2 separate regions of the Zea mays genome follow, and region 1 is linked to region 2. A link is a contact called in public Hi-C data. All regions are on one chromosome and are shown on one strand. The core of a region is the stretch at or near the end of the contact, and the rest is flanking DNA. Distances in the headings are between cores, read along the strand shown. Region 1 holds the start of LOC100279452 (Zinc-finger homeodomain protein 8). Region 2 holds the start of LOC100285819.

Evidence for each region. Hi-C and Micro-C count contacts between places; a contact is called where the count stands out from the background.
Region 1: a Hi-C map of tassel shows a contact between it and region 2, with 2.5 times the contacts expected there. The contact joins the promoter of LOC100279452 here to the promoter of LOC100285819 in region 2. A contact is called at or near these places in 2 of 25 Hi-C or Micro-C datasets (ear and tassel).

The regions. Positions count from the first base shown.
Region 1 is chr7:117,519,351-117,522,134 of Zm-B73-REFERENCE-NAM-5.0, reverse strand. LOC100279452 (Zinc-finger homeodomain protein 8) reads left to right here and starts at 1,374. Exons shown (of 1, transcript NM_001152457.2): 1 at 1,374-2,784. The coding sequence starts at 1,524. The coding sequence ends at 2,636.
Region 2 is chr7:117,270,111-117,272,810 of Zm-B73-REFERENCE-NAM-5.0, reverse strand. LOC100285819 reads right to left here and starts at 1,292. Exons shown (of 5, transcript NM_001158709.2): 1 at 1,168-1,292; 2 at 1-131.

The sequences.
Region 1 (2,784 bases), core at 125-2,624, 250 kb before region 2:
GGATCAGGAGGGGGACCTAGGGCAAGATTTGTTAAAGTCGGTGACAAAGACATAATAATGGTCCATAAATTCACACACAGCCTTTTCGCATGAAAATGACGACTCCTTGAATCAGCAGTCAAACAAATGCAAAGAACTGTGGTTCAATTTCACCCGGTCAGGTGATAACGAAAACTCTGATTCGTAGCCACACACATATATATGGAAACAATTATCAACTGTAGTTCAAACGTAGTGTATGCTATCATTATCCACATTTTTTTTCTCTCTCCAAAGAAACAGCGTGTTTCATTTAATCCTTGTAATCGCGTTGCTATAGCTCCCTCAGTAGATGATGAAAGTAACTCGCCCTGTTCCAAATTACATTTTACTCTAGTTCTGCACGAAACCAAACCTTTCTAGTTTTGGCCGAGCTCTTAAAAAATATATTGACATCCGTGAACTAAAATAGCTATGTAATAAAAATATTTTCATAGAGAACTTATTTGATGCTCTTGATGTCGATGCATCCTTTTTTTATATAGATTTGGTCGATACGAAGAAACTTGATTTAGCACGAAGTTAGAGTGAACTATAATCCTAAACAGAGGGAGCACGTGCGTGTATGAACATTCCAAAAGATAACCATGCCACACAAATTGGCAGAGCTTGACAACAACTTTAAGGGGGACCAATTTTTTTTTAAAAAATCATGCTCAATTTGATTAACGTAGATATAAAATGCCTAAATAAAGGTGTTGTAGTGGAAATGACGAGAAGATTGTGAGGCGGTGTTACATGTGATGGATATTTCGTATGGTCAAACAAAAAAGAAAACAGACATGCGTCGTGGTTTGAATCTATGACCACACTTGCGCTGACTCCTGGCTGTCTGGGTCTGTACTCTGTTGTAAAGGAGGGAAAACCGTCTGGACAATCCAAGCTGTATATTGTCAGCAGCATCTATGTATCTATCTCTAAGCTAACCGGTAGCATTTCATTAAATTCTTGTAGTTGTGAGATGGTATTCAATTTCCCTATAGTTGATGCCAACTGTATAACAACGGCTTACAGATGCCATACCGTGACGTCGTTACGGCTACAGTTCACACATCCCGGGTCCAACCAACACCTCCCCCAAAGGAGAGAAAGAAAAATGTCACATTTTTCTTTAGATGCGCCGGTGCCATTGATCCTCGATCCAGTGGTCTACATGCACCCTTTGCCCGGCCACCACAGCAATATTCCAACGGATTCGAGCCCATGTCGTCACTGATCTATCTCTATACGATAGAGTATCGTCCAAAGAAATTGTTTTTTTTTCTGGCTCGCTAAGTAAAAATTAAATGAGCTCGTCCCCTTCCTCCTTGTGGATCTCTCACACACACTAGTGACTAGCCTTCCTGCTGCCCTTTTTATTCTTATCTCCTCACCCTCGCGCTCTCTTCACCTCCCTTGACCCGTCGTCCCATGCTAAAAGCCCAGGGTTAGGAGCTAGAGGTAATCTCTCTCCCGTCTCTCCCCAGTGGGCGTGGGGGCGCCGCATGGAAGCCATGGACGTCAAGTACAAGCCCGTCATGTTCCCCAACGGCGCCGGCCTCAAGAAGCCGAAGCCGGCGGCGGCCGTGGCGCTGGCCGGGGAGCCGCTGTACCGGGAGTGCCTCAAGAACCACGCCGCGAGCCTGGGCGGGCACGCCGTCGACGGTTGCGGCGAGTTCATGCCCTCGCCGGGGGCCAACCCCGCCGACCCGACGTCGCTCAAGTGCGCGGCGTGCGGGTGCCACCGCAACTTCCACCGCCGGACGCTGGAGGGTTCCCCTCCGCCGCCCGCGCCCGCGCCGCTGGCGCTCCCGCCTCCGCCGAGCGTGATGCACGGCCAGCCGCACCGCGCCCGGGAGGAGACGCCCGAGGACCGCCACCCGGGGGTCGTCGACGCCGACGACTCCGATTCCGACTCGGAAGGCTCGGAGTACGACGAGGAGCGGTCGGTGTCCCCGCCGCCGCCGCCGCACCACCTGCTGCCGGCGCCGGTGGCGCAGCAGCCCCCGCCACCGTCCTACTTCCCGACGGCGCCGCACATGGTGCTCTCGCTAGGTTCCGGCGTGCCCGGGCCCGCGGTGGCGGTATCCCCGGCGCAGAGGCTGGCCCCGACCCAGCTGACGCCGTCCAGCGCGCCGCCCCACGCCGGGGGCGCGATGCCCATGCCCAGGAAGCGGTTCCGCACCAAGTTCACCGCCGAGCAGAAGCAGCGGATGCAGGAGCTGTCGGAGCGGCTCGGGTGGCGGCTGCAGAAGCGCGACGAGGCCATCGTCGACGAGTGGTGCCGCGACATCGGCGTCGGCAAGGGCGTCTTCAAGGTCTGGATGCACAACAACAAGCACAACTTCCTGGGCGGGCACAGCGCCCGCCGCAGCGCCTCCTCGCCCGCCCCCGCCCCCGCCGCCGCGTCGCTCCAAACCCCAGCCGCCGGCGCCGGCGCTGCTGCAGCACCGTCATTCCACCCGTCCAGGATCACCCCTCCCCCTCCCGTCCTCACCTCGTCCCCGACGGCCGCCACCGGCTTCAACATCAACGGCGCCGCCTCGTCGGCGCCCACCGTCGCCACCGACTACACCACGGACAACGCCAACGGAGCTTCGTCGCCGCACTCCGCTTGAACTAGAGAAGGGAGAAGAGAGGAGGGGGGAAGGGAAGGGAGAGCGGAGAGAGAGAAACATGTAGCTTAATTTCAGTGATCACTCGTTTTTTTTTTCTTTAGACTTCTTGCCATCTACTAAGAAATTAACCCCAAGAAAAAGCATGCCG
Region 2 (2,700 bases), core at 43-2,542:
CTCGAAGGCCGGCACAAAATGCTATGACCTGTGGCTGGTCCTAACTTGAGTGGGGGGTACAAGGCCACAATGCATTAATCTTTCTTAGGTACTAGGTCACACATCTAGACTTGCAAAGAGCTGTCCATCATCTGGCAAATATTAATAGACAAAATAAATATTCAAATCTAATGATACGAAATATAATGGGAAGTACCTTGCATATTGCAAGATGCAAAAATATGCAGAAAGGCCCTAGCCACCTAGGCATCCTGTAACCAATAGTAAAGTAGACAACTGATAAAAGACAGAATCCTGGACAGATTAGCATAGTACACGACGGCTCACACGATCAATCAGATTATCAGTGAGCTGTAGCACTGTGCTCATAGATCACCGTTCAACTTCGTATATCTTTTCTTTCATTGAGATCAGCCTTTGACCAAAGTGAAGAAAAGATTTAGCGTGATTTGGTCAATTTATATGCCCTCTTGTGATAAAAGGAGCAGGGGAAATAAAAGTTCATGATAAAAGAAAACACAAACATGCACCAGGGAGCTATTTAACGATATCAATGGGTTAGCTAACTTATTAGATCTATTTTGATAAGAAAGGCAAACAACAAGCCTAGTGAACTTACTGCGGAATTCAATTCAGTTTCAGGTTGAAAAGTTAGGAGGATTCAAATGCAGATACACGGAACAATGCAACTAAGCATCAGCACCTGGTAAATATCTGTAAAAGCTCAAAAGGATGTTTGTGGCACCAAGAATCTTTGACAAAAAATGTTTAAGCATTTTCCCAACTGAGGACCTAAACACTCAATACACTTACACAGCCGGTTGGCTGTACTGAACAACTTACGAAAGAAATTTTATGACCTCACAAATTGAATAGACGCTCCATTAAACAATTCAATCCTTTCAAACCAACATACAAATCAGCCGGTCCTCCCTCTAATGGAATGGACATACGGAATACAGTGCACCGGAGACTATTTGTAGCCCAATAGCACATCATGTACCAATACCACAATTTTTAGACAGAGGTAAGGTTGTGCATCATCCACGAAAGTACAGCATAAGCGATTAACGCCTATACCTTGCAAGGGACTGATATAAGCTGCAACCTGAAAGCAATATCTCTAGCACACTAGGGTTATGGAGCCTCGCTGGAGTAATATCTTACCGCTGCAAGCAGAGAACCGAAGCAGAAAGATTTCTAGCGGGCTCGACTCGACCACCGCCGGAGTCGCTGAGGTTGGGGAGGCGGCACGGTGCCACGGTGGCCGTGGGCCTTCTAGGGTTTTGGTTGATTGATCCAGGACGGCTTCGGCCTTTGGATTGGCCCGGAAATGAAAAGGCCAGCATGGGTCGAGCTTTGCTGAGTTGCTGACTAGTTCGTTCACTGGAGTGCGAAAGTCCTCATGGAACTACATGTTCATCGTTATGTTTGTTTGATCCCAAAACCATAGGAATTAAGCAGATGAGGCCATGTTCGTTTGATCCCAAAACCATAGGAATTAAGAGGATTGGAAGGGATTAGAGAGAATTTTGATTTGTAGGGGATTTAATTCCTTCCAATCTCTATAGATTAGCACAAAATGAACAGGGCCTGAAGGGAATCTGAGAATGAGCAACATAATGCGAAATGGCCACCACAAACTAATCTTTCTTGAACATGCGTTGGAGTACACGTTCAGGTACCTAAAGTCAATCCGGTGCTTCACGAAGATGAGCAACATAGCGCCTGACTGGAAGCCACGCTCGTGCGGGACTGGCCGGTCAAATACAGGTGTAAGAGCGGATACGGCTACATAGGCTTAATATAACTTATTTTGCATCTGCTCATGTAGTACTTGTCTTTCAGATACATGCAACTATACATGCGTTTAGATAAAGTCAATACGCGCATTGACTTAGGATAAGACGATGCGGGTAACTAATCAGATGCCTAATATTTGATTAGCACTACTTGTTTTAGTTGAGACACATGGAAGATCAGATGGAACGAGGCGACAACACCCACTGAATCAACCATATGGAAGGGCCCAAAGATTTCGAATGCCAAAAATTTGTCGAACCCTTTTTTATACACAATATGATGATGGAGTCCTAATAACTTGGAGATACTTTTTGTTGCCATACACTACGTAGGCGCTACTCATTGAAGTGAGCTATAGGAAATGTATCAGTTTCTGACAGCTAAATCAATTTCTGGTTGTTATTAGAACATACGTTTATTTTCAATTGCCCACCGCGCTGCTCGCACACCTTAACCGACCATCGAGCTCGTCCACCTTGCCTTCCTCAATCTCAAGCATGTTCACTTGTTAAATTTAGCATTGACTAATTTTGATTGTTGGTATTGGACCAACTCACCATCTTTTTCATGATTAAGTGTTGTTATTTCTGATGGCCATAAGTGATTAGAGAATTTAATAAGCTTATTTCCGTCTGCCGACATATGAATAGAATGTTTAAAGGTCTAATTTTCAACATTAATTGTTAAAACCATTGGAAATAAGGTTTTGTCGCCATTAGTAGGTCATTTAGTATCGAGTTTGTTAAGATAATGTTGTTAATTAGATTAAAATGTCGCATTAGTTAATTATTACTCGAATTATATACTATGAAAAATGAAATATTAGTTTCATGATAACTATAGCATGAAATTAAAGTTTATTATGATACATGGAATGAAAATTCTATTGCAAATATA